Linked DNA regions of Hordeum vulgare: region 1 is linked to region 2. A link is a contact called in public Hi-C data. All regions are on one chromosome and are shown on one strand. Each heading gives the region's core, a stretch centred on a gene start, on an enhancer-like site or on the middle of the called end of the contact. The rest is flanking DNA. Distances are from core to core; before and after follow the strand shown.

Evidence for each region. Hi-C and Micro-C count contacts between places; a contact is called where the count stands out from the background.
Region 1: a contact with region 2 is called in a Hi-C map of leaf, with 7 times the contacts expected there. The contact joins the promoter of LOC123449270 here to the enhancer-like site in region 2. A contact is called at or near these places in 2 of 6 Hi-C or Micro-C datasets (leaf and seedling).

Annotation. Positions count from the first base shown.
Region 1 is chr4H:525,548,479-525,553,769 of MorexV3_pseudomolecules_assembly, forward strand. It overlaps LOC123449270, which reads left to right and starts at 2,958. Exons shown (of 18, transcript XM_045126417.1): 1 at 2,958-3,132; 2 at 3,737-3,823. The coding sequence starts at 3,006. It overlaps LOC123449271 (probable UDP-3-O-acyl-N-acetylglucosamine deacetylase 1, mitochondrial), which reads right to left and starts at 2,973. Exons shown (of 7, transcript XM_045126419.1): 1 at 2,758-2,973; 2 at 2,362-2,670; 3 at 2,037-2,243; 4 at 1,211-1,309; 5 at 460-524. The coding sequence starts at 2,829.
Region 2 is chr4H:525,213,480-525,218,707 of MorexV3_pseudomolecules_assembly, forward strand. No RefSeq gene overlaps it. Among protein-coding and RNA genes, the nearest start is that of LOC123449265, 66 kb to the left of the region's middle. Within about 2 kb of position 3,957, at least 3 of the 3 cell types and tissues checked have open chromatin away from gene starts, as enhancers often do. A contact at or near this core is called in leaf and seedling, where this site is marked.

The sequences.
Region 1 (5,291 bases), core at 1,708-4,207, 330 kb after region 2:
TCTTCTTTTGACAACCCATCTTCTCTTGTATCTTCAAGTGATGCGGTGTCTACCTCTGATGTGCCATCTCTTCGTTATCTCCTTCGGCGACTCGACAAGTTTTGAAGACTCTTCATGCTACGATGACACTCTCAAGACGCATATTTGGATTATCATTTTTTTAGTATTACACTTCTTCAAATGCAATGCTATTGAATACGCTTTGCATTTGAGGGGGGGTGTTAGGAAGTATTAGTATTAGTCTAGGAGTCCTTATTAGTCTATTAGTATTAGTCTAGGAGTCCTTATTAGTCTATGTTTACTTTCCTTGCACCTCAAGTCTTGTGTAATATATATATGCCCCTTGGGCCTTCAATAAACATAAGTTGCTTTCCTAACAGAAACAACCAATCCACAGTTCTACAGAAAGCTAAAGTGGACTATAAATAGAAGAGCATATTTCAGCATATTATTATTCACCTGCAAACCATAGCATTTTCTAGTGATCCCCCTCTTATAAGCCCAGCACCACGCATTTTTTCAACCTGAAGAACTCAGAATTGCAGAAGAAGAAGTGAGTGTCTGCATCCATATGTGATTTGTAAGGATGAGGTAAGAAAATTGCTGGGGGATGTAACATGTAGCCAATAATTCTGCATAATCCCCAGCAGAAAGGATAAAACACAGATTGTACTACTCAGCTATATGGGAAATGAAAGAAATACTGGAAGTCCTTGGTCATTCAATTCATGTCATTAGTCTGAAAGGTGAAAATGAATACAAACTTGTAAAGTTATGCATCATGATAAAGCATATGAGAACCAAACCATGGCAAGTTGCACTGCCATTATTATTGGAGGAAAAAATTATAATACTCCCTCTATCTGGGTTTGGAGGGGGGGACGGGAATTTAGGTCATCAATTTGACAAGTGAAACGTGTGTTGTATGGCAGTACGCATATATCACTGGATTCATCGTCAAATGAAGTTTCTAAACGTATACTTTTGGTAGCATATTACAGACATTTCGTTTGTCAAATTGAAGACCTAAAAACCCGTGCCCGCCTTATAAACCGGATGGAGGGAATACCATATATTACATACGAGAAAGACATTGATTTTTCCCTGTTAGTACCAGAGAACGAATGATTGCCAGTATACAGTAAAAAGAGAGGAGAAAACAACAGTAATAATAGATTATAAATCAACATTGGTTAAAGTGTGAGCAAACCTCTTCAAATATACAGAAAGTTCTTGCAGGAGCTATCTTGCTTGAGTATACATCAGCATCCAGGAAAGTATCGAACCATTGACAACCAATCGCTGGTGCCTACAATAGGACACATAGTTTGCTCAAGTCCAAAATATACCTTTGAAACATTTTTAGCACACTATCAAAGTTTTTACCTAAAAAGTAGTTATAAAAGCTAGCTAATATTCTTTATGTTCATGTCCTTGCCAAAGGCATTTGGTCAAAATTTATTAATGCAGATAAAAAAAGAAGGTGCTTACACTTTATCATGAATGTCTACTCATATGATGATTATCAAATCAATAACTATAGAAAACACAAAGACAAGTTCAACCCCGAGCACATTTGAAAAAAAATCTTACAACTGATGTACTGGAACACATTATCTGTATGAACAACTACTGTTCTATGCATCAGGAATGTGACAGGCTTCGAGCTCTCCCACTAAAACATGTGGGAAGTCTGCCAAACTAAAGACTAAATAAAAATAATCTAATGGCCTCTACCAAATCACTGCACGTGTGATAGAAAAGGAAAATCAAAGGACAATTTCAGGCAGTGCTGACCTGACATCAATTTCACAGAAACAAAATACCATTCTATTCCCGGTCATGCTACGGTGTTACTTGAAATTTTCAAATTGAAAAGCGATACATCATACATCGTTCGATCAACATACAAACCAAATTGCATATGAACCATATGGTTAGCAGCGGAAGCAAGAGGCACTAGTAGGACGAGTTACAAGAGCCTACAATAATCACATTTCGTGAACTTAAAAAGGGGAAGCATGAGGCATACATACCTTTGGAAAATCAATTCCATAGGTGATGTGGGTTTGCGAGGAAGGGAATGCAGCTACAAAGCAATCGTCCTTCCGCAGGTAAACAGGCTCATCGATTTTGGGTGCCAGTTTCTCCAACTTTTGTCCACCGATATCATCGGCCTCACACAGACCGGCACCCCGTATGGCCTCCACCCACTCTTGCGCTGATCCATCAAGCAAAGGGATCTGTCACCGCTTAACAATAAATTCACATGAATCGGAAATACATCGTAGGTAAAGGAATCAGACATGAACGTCTACCCGACTACTGTTAGCAGCATCCCGGCAGCAAGACGGTACGCACCTCGTCGCCGCCGCTGACCTCGACGCGGCAGTTGTCGACGCCGAGCGCCTCCATGGCCGAGAGCAGGTGCTCCACCGTGCGCACCCGCGCGACGCCGCTCCCGCTCCGCAGCGTGGTGCAGAGCGGGGACTGTGGCTCGGCATTCCCCAGCTCCGCCGCCACCCTCGCCTCCCCCTCCCCCTCCACGACGAAGTACCTCCCTTCGCCCGCGCGCGCAGGGAGCAGCGTGGCGGTGGCGCACGCGCCCGAGTGGAGCCCCACGCCCGACCTGCTCACCGCCGCCGCGAGCGTCTGCTGCGCCCGACCCGTCTGGCATGAGGGGCAAAAGGGGTTAGTCAAACAGCCAGCCAAAGCTCCAGGGTTTAGAGACAGAGTTCCTCGCTGTCTCTCACTCACCGGCTTCCAGGAGAAGGCGGCGCGGGTGACGGATTTGAGACCTCGGGCAGCGGCGGCCGCGGCGGTGGACATGGCAGCAGCGGGCCAGCGGCGGCGGAGGAGCGAGGGATCACACTTTGACTACCGACAAGTGTGGCGTGGCCCGCTTGTGGGGCCCAATAGGTTTCTCTCTTCCAGTTCCAGAGCCCCTCACCGCATAACCCCCAGTCAGTCCACAGACCAGGAGACCCAGGGCTCGCGAATAAACCATGTCCTCGCGGCTGCGGCTGCTCTCGCTCCTGCGGAGCGGCCGCCTCGCCCTCGCCTCGGCAGATCGTCTCGCCGGCGGGCCGCCTTCAAGGGGCCTCCACCTACCCGCCGCTGCCGCCTCCTCAGGTGAGCGCTTCCCCCTGTGACCCTGTTTCGTGGTCTCGTGTTAACCCCCGCGGGAGGATTGGCAGGGAAATGGCTGCAGCGAGGCGGGGAAATGTAATTTTAGCGGGTTTGAGGGGTTGGATCATGCGATGCGCTCTGGGGTTTGTAAAATTGAGTTGATTTAAGTGGCAAAATATTGGGGGATGATGTTGCGTGCCTTCGATTGTTTCCATGGAGAGATAGGTGAGGAGCATGACGGACTAAGAGTAGGTTAGGGAGAACTGATGATGGCCCCCAAGGCTGGTGAGCGTTTGCGCCTTTTCCCCATGCCCTTGGGTGGCATGGGATCAGGCTGGAATTGGAATGTGCAAGCTACAACCTGTGTAAATCTGAGTCTCTGGGGAGCTGTTCAGCTGTCACGAAATATGCAACGCTAATGCTTGGTTGGTCCATGATAATAGCTATATGTCCTTTGTTGGTGAACTGTTCCGGATTGATTTTTTTACTAAATAGAGTTTTAAATTATAAATTGTCCTGCTTCTACTGTTTCTAGTGCAGCCAAGAGTGACATTGCTCGTGTTTGCTTCCGTGGTCATTTTGAAAAAATGCATGATTTTTTTCCCAGGTTCTGAATCTTATGATGGCAACTTCAGTTACTTTTCCAATCGACGGCTGGGTTTCAAGTTTGGCGCTATACTGATTGGACAAGCAGGTCTGTCTCATGCATATGCGCCATCCCCTTTTCATGCATTGCACACTGCTTAGCTGTTGCTGAATTCATAAATTTTAGTACAAGGCAATAGTTGGGCTAAAAGTATTATTATGTCACTTTCTACCAAGTGGGGTGCATGCAATTTCAGCATTTAGGTGAGGTGGAAGAGAAAAGTTGAGGGAGGGTTATCTTGTCACCAGATTGAGAAATAAGCCAACTGTGCATGCCAACAAATAAGCAAATGGTATAGCGATAATCTTCTGGACATGCACAAAAAACATGCTAAGGGCATCTCTAGCCGATCCCCTAAATTTTAGAGGAGTAAACAGCCGAGTAAACCTTAGTGGGGTATTTTAACTCCTCTAAGTTTTGGTCCTTTCTAGCTGATCCCCTGAACTTAGCGGAGTAAAAAAAATGTCAAATTCATTTAATTTCCGGTCATCCAAATAAACTTCTCTCTTATATTACTTTATTAAACGACATCATAGTTACGTACTTCACCAATTCTTCGCTAAGAGAACCGATCCGGAGAAAACTACAAGAACAATTAGACATTTTAATAGAAACTCAAGTGCCCTAAGTGCTCCCACTAGTTCGATTAATACTTTATCTATGTCTTCATTGCCAACATTGTTGCTTTTCTCTATCGACTTCTTGAACTTGCACACTTCGTTCTTCTCTGCCTCCACACAATTGGACTTTGCATCGTCTCTAGTCTCTACTCTAGCAAGTAGTGCATGAACATCTAGCAAATTTCTCGCTATCAATAGACCGATGCACTCTTCTTCCCAATAACAAATCTTACATCCATCCTACACACAATTTGAGCAAACAATAAGTTACAAATTACGACGAATCCGAAGAATAACCGTACAAACAAACACTCATCCTATTCTTTTTGCACTTGAAGAACACCCATCCCAGATGTTTCCATGTGCTCGGAACTCGGTGCAACACCAGCCGCGGGTAGTGGTCACACTTGATGACCGGCAGCGGGGAGCCGACGAGCTGTTGGGCTAGTGTCAAGCTCGGCTGACGGCCGACGGACGTGGTTGTGCCGGTGGTTAGTCAAAGAGAGAGATCTGAGTGCCGAGAGGGGGAGGGCATACCTAGATGCAACATTGAACTATTGCGGAGGCAAGGTGATTCTGTCTCCGGCGAATCCATCCAAAATGCGACGGTGCAAGCGGCGAGGATTGTAGATTTGCCGATTTAGGCGCTACCGCCGGCGAGAGAGGACTAGATCCGGGTGGGGGAGGAGCGTGGCGGGTCCTATGGGGGTCAGCGGTGGCGTGTTGTGGTCGGCGGAAGCTAGAGAGGAGGCGGTGGAGTATATGCGACATGGGGTGGGGTGGGTGAGGCCGAGGGGAGAGGGAGCTTTTTTGCTCGGGCGGGTGGGCGGCCGAGTAAATATAGGAGCCGTGTTGTCGAGGAGTAAATTTTTTACTCTAACCATTGTTGTTAAGTT
Region 2 (5,228 bases), core at 2,707-5,206:
TTCGACGCGATCAAATCATCATAATCCATTTCTCCCCCGTGCATTCTCGCACGTGAGTATGCGGTCACCAATGTTTTCATTCCGGCATAACCTACCCAAGACTACAACATGGACAGCGAAACCTCATTAATTACTATTCCCTCCGTTTCAATTTTTTTTCTTTTAGATCTGTTTAGATATAAATGTGTCCAATCACATTTTAATATTTAGATACATTCATTTATAGACAAACATAAGACAAGAATTTTGGAATGGAACGAGTAATTAGCACCTTCATTAGGCTCGTCATAGTGGAAGTAACTTAAGTAGTATCATAATCTTGGGACTAGTAAAATGCTGATGTGACAGACAATTAAAGAAGAGACAGAAGGTTAAAGTAACATAATGTAGATAGATACCGTAATATGTTAAATGCTATGCTACTATGTCTCTTGCATGTCAATAAATAAAACCATCTATGATACTTCCTCCTTTTCAAAATTTTTGTTTTATCTTTGTTTAGAAATGAATGTATCTAAATACTAAAACTTGACTAGATACATTCGTATCTAAACAAATCTAAGACAAGAATTTTGGGACGGAGAGAGTACTAGTTTATGATAATATGCATTATAAAGATAGTATCATACCATAATATCATATGCATGATATTTACTATGTGATACTTCCCACTGTGAGGCTCACTCATTTTCTTCAAGTCCCAGCGGATTAAGTAGTCTGAGTCCCACCTCATTGGAAAACGGAGCTTATCCACATCGCAGTGGGTGCCACGGACCACGGGGCCCGACCATTCATTGGTCACGGACAAAAACAAGATGTTAAGATATACCCTAGATTAATCCCCACTCAAAAGTTGAAAGATAGATTAGTCCCTAAGCAAAGATTCCTTGGAGCTCATCTTCTTTGGCTGCCCTCGTCCTGGTGAACATGCACGGCACATGCAGCCTCCCTAAACAATCCTGGGCCTCGTACCGTCCGGATAGAGAGCATTATATTCATGCAACTTGATCATCGACCGGTACGTGGCTACAAAATTAATAATGTTATCTCGTTGTTGTGTTTTTAAGAGACCTGTACGATGTGTCAGTGGATCCAGATGGACAGTTAATTAACCTTTTGCAGCCTGCCTGAGAACTCTGCTGCTTCACAGGATGCAGATGAGATGAATTTCGAAGCAGCACTTTACCTCTGAATCAATCAGTTTTTACTCCGGTTTTGTGGGCGGGGTCAGTTTGCCCACGCACAAATTCAAATTGCTGATGGTTGCAACAGTCGGCAAGGCACTAGGACTTGTACACGAGAATCTGAATCTCACTAACAAGAAAAGCTCAGAGGGCGTTGCATGTTTGCTGACCATCTGCGGCCGAAAGGAATGAGTAGCCAAGTCTAGCCGCCCGTTGCTACTATGAATCGCCGTCGAATATTTAGACGACTTTGGTGCCCTAGCGTTCGCTTGGAAGGAAGGAATCTCGAGATCTTTCGAGATTTAATCAATATATATGATCCATTATCAGCTGAAACTTTCTCGTCGTGCATGATGATGCTTTCGCTTGTCTGATTCCTTCCCTTATCCCTCGCTTGATGGAAGCTGACGCAGAGGCGCCACCCTTGGTCTGGCTCGGCCGGACACGAAATCACTGCATGCGGGCCCGCCCGCATGATGGACGGGTACCCCATCTGCTGCATCTTAACTGATCTTCTTCCACTGACACGGGGACCTAATTAACAAACCAAAGCTCGCCTGCCAAGTGACACCATATGTCCATATCTGGTGTGAAAGGTGCTGCAAACTAGTGTGAATATATGTATCCAGAGTTTCAAATAAGTTTATTGTGAATCCGTATCAGATTACGTTCGACTGTCTAAAATAGTACTCCTTTTGTTCAATAATATAAGACGTTATTACACTCAATATACTCTCATATTGGATATAATAACATCTTATATTTTAAAACGGAGGAAATACTACTCATGTATGTCCTGAAGATTAGTACGAATGGTAGAAAAAGAAGGCCTAAATCAAACACAGTATGTTTTTAGGTGGTTTCTTCTATGAAAACGTCATGTCAATACACACGGATCGCACTAGGGACGGCATCAAAAAGCTAAAGGTGGTTATAATATACTTGTAGTTCCTAAGGGTGTCTCAAAAAATCACATCTATAACATCGCTAGCCGTTTGATAAAACCCCCCATCATTTTTGTTTTGACAAAGAGGAGATAAAAATGGTCTGCCCACTCTCGGTGAGCCATATATTGTATAATTTTATATCTAGGTCATCAATTTTTTTCATAAAGATGTGTCTCCGTCACGAGTTACCATAAAACTGCCAAACTCACCTCTTTTCGTTTCTCTTATGTTAAGGAAGGGCTCCACATATTATCGACGAGTTTGATGCACACGCCGTTCATGTTAATCATATTCATAAAGAAATATAAAGAAACAATTATCATCATTTTATGTAGGTTATCATCGTCGTATAGTGTGACGAATCGGTAATTCATGTTATGTCTAACTCTTGACTTTTTCCCTGCATGCCATCCATGCTCAAGAAATGCTGATACTTTTAGCATATTTTGTCAACTTACTTGGATATCCTAACTGCAATCAAGAAAAGTGTAGAATATTTTGGTCAGGTGTTAAGATCACTTTCCGGGAGAGAAATCTATGCAAACTTATGATTAAGGATGTTTGGTCATATAATTTTATCGTCGTAGTCAAACGAAACCGTCGTACAATGCCAAAATGAACTTTCGTGATCTCGGTGCTCATAGGATAAAACTCCTGGAAAACATACGCAAGCATATTACGCATCGCCGTCGGACATCAATAGCCTGCCAACTAATTTACATTACTAGTATATTTTTCAGGTCTCCATGTTTCTGATTTTCTTAATGAAAACCAGGGAAACCCTTTTCATCTAAAATTAATCATTTTTTTCCAGCTAGAGCTCTGTCCATAATACAGCCCCGCAAAGAATGAGGTAGCCATGTACTCCTCCTACATGACTGCCGGGTAATTACAGAGATGCACACAAGATGGGAAAATGTTTTAGCTGTTGTTTTCCATGTCATCCGTTGGTTTGAGATGCCGCTGTAAATTGCAGCGCAGCGAGACATGGCCCAATAAACACGTGCGTTTGCCTGGTGACTGAATCATCTGATGATAGTCCAATTCGCTATCTTATTCTTACGTGTGATTTTCACTCCAAATATCTGAGCTTTTCACGCAAACCGCGAGATGCAGAGAAGTTCTTGTATGGACCCCCGGCAGCACAGCTATGTCCCCCATGTTCCCACGATAGACAAAATTGTACTCTTTTTGTTTAGAACAATCGTTGGAAAAATATCAAACCCGATGAGGGAGCAAAAAACATTGCTATCGCGGTACGTAGCAGGTTCACTGATTGTTGCCAAGATCAAGCATCCATCTTCCCTGGCATCCCAAGATAAACTATAATACCATCTCTATCTGGTCAGTGATGGTAGGAGGTTAAATTATTCAGCCTTGATAGAATCGGGACATGGTTCGTTGCTTGTTGAGCTTTTGCTTTTGCATCGGTTTAGGAGTCGGGCGTGTTCGGCTCCATCGCCGGTCCAAGCAATGGCTTCTCTCACACTGTGTAGCAAAGCTGCGTGTCTAGTGAAGCTCAAACCAATTGCTATGCCAAGTGCGAGCCTCTTTGTTTTGTCAAAAAATTAAGTAAGATGATATGGACGGCGATTTATTTCGACTTGCACGCAAGCCTGAATGTATTTAGCTTCATGTCTATTAGGCTATGATTATACCGAGGATAGTACTTACCAGTGAAGGCTTTTCCGTATAGTAGTACTTGGAAAGGGACATCATGTATTGTGACTGGTAATAAATTATAAAACACCCTAATCATTTCCGTTTAAACTACAGCAGAAAGGAGACAAGGAACCGCCTACCTACCGAGCACAGCTCCACGGCTCCATCTGTGGTGAACAGGAATCCACACGGAATCTTTCGCAGAAGAAACCGATTCAAGGAGGAGTCCCTGTCCGGTCCAACAATCGGTTGTGCTGTTTCTGGCTTTCTTTGCAGGTAGAGATCAATCATGAAGAGGAGGCCGTCATCTTCATAGGTAGAGTACCACTGAAAATGCCCAGACGGACGAACCGTAGCTAACTAGGCGGCCAAAAACAAAAAAAGTGGCAGGAAATTCTGTGTGAAGCACGAATTGTTAGATTTGGCCCATGTCATGCGATCATGTCCATGCGCATGCCGTATGGCGTGGCGCCCCCTTGCGGCAGCGTACGAAAGCCGTTCCGTGCGGGCTCTCTTCCCGGCCGTGCAGCACGAAGGGCGGGTCACCGTCGGATCACATGCACTGATGCACAGCAAACAAGGCATTTAAGAACACTAGAGCCGGAGGCATCCAGTGATCCAGGCAACATGCACTACTCCAGGATACGAATCTCACACAGAGGTACAGTACCTGAGGAGAAAAAAATCCCGACCGAACTTCCAGTAGACAACGACTGATGAGTGATGACCGAGCTAGTAGCTGGTTAGGTTGGCCGTAATTCTCAAAATGTTCTCTTTGCAGTGCAGTTTTCACGGCACCCGCAGACACATTATTAGGGCCAAGATGGCCGGACCTTGGACAAAATTTCCACCCATCACGATCCATTAATTTTTGGCAGTTCAGCCGTACGTCCGTCCGTCCAACCAGACACCAAGACCGGACCGGGCCTTGACAAGGAGACCCCACCCCACATGCACAAGGTGAGCCACAGCCAGCCTGCCTGATGAGAATACCGCAGCCCCTGTGCTGTGCTTGAAAAAGCCTTCTCGACCGAAACACTGCGCATTTGCTTCCCCTTCGCGATAATATGGGAGGGAGCGCCAACAGTTTTATTTCATCAACCAAAACTGGCCAGGAAGCGATGACGCCGACGTGATGAGCGGTGGGCGTCGGCGGCCACACGGCACGGGGCGTTCCGGCAAAGCCAACAAACCGCCGCTGCGGATGAATGAGATCTGATCCGTTCGATTTGCTGGACCAGGTTCGATCCGGTCTCCTTCCGCACCGTGATAAACTGATGATGCGGATATTTATTCTGAACTGGTAACAGTGCACGTGCGTTAATCGAATGAATTTCCTCATTCATCAGGTTGTATTAAGCTTGCACGTGTAACACACGTTTTATTGAAATTTAATGAATAAACAATATTTAAATATATGAAGCTTACATTTTAA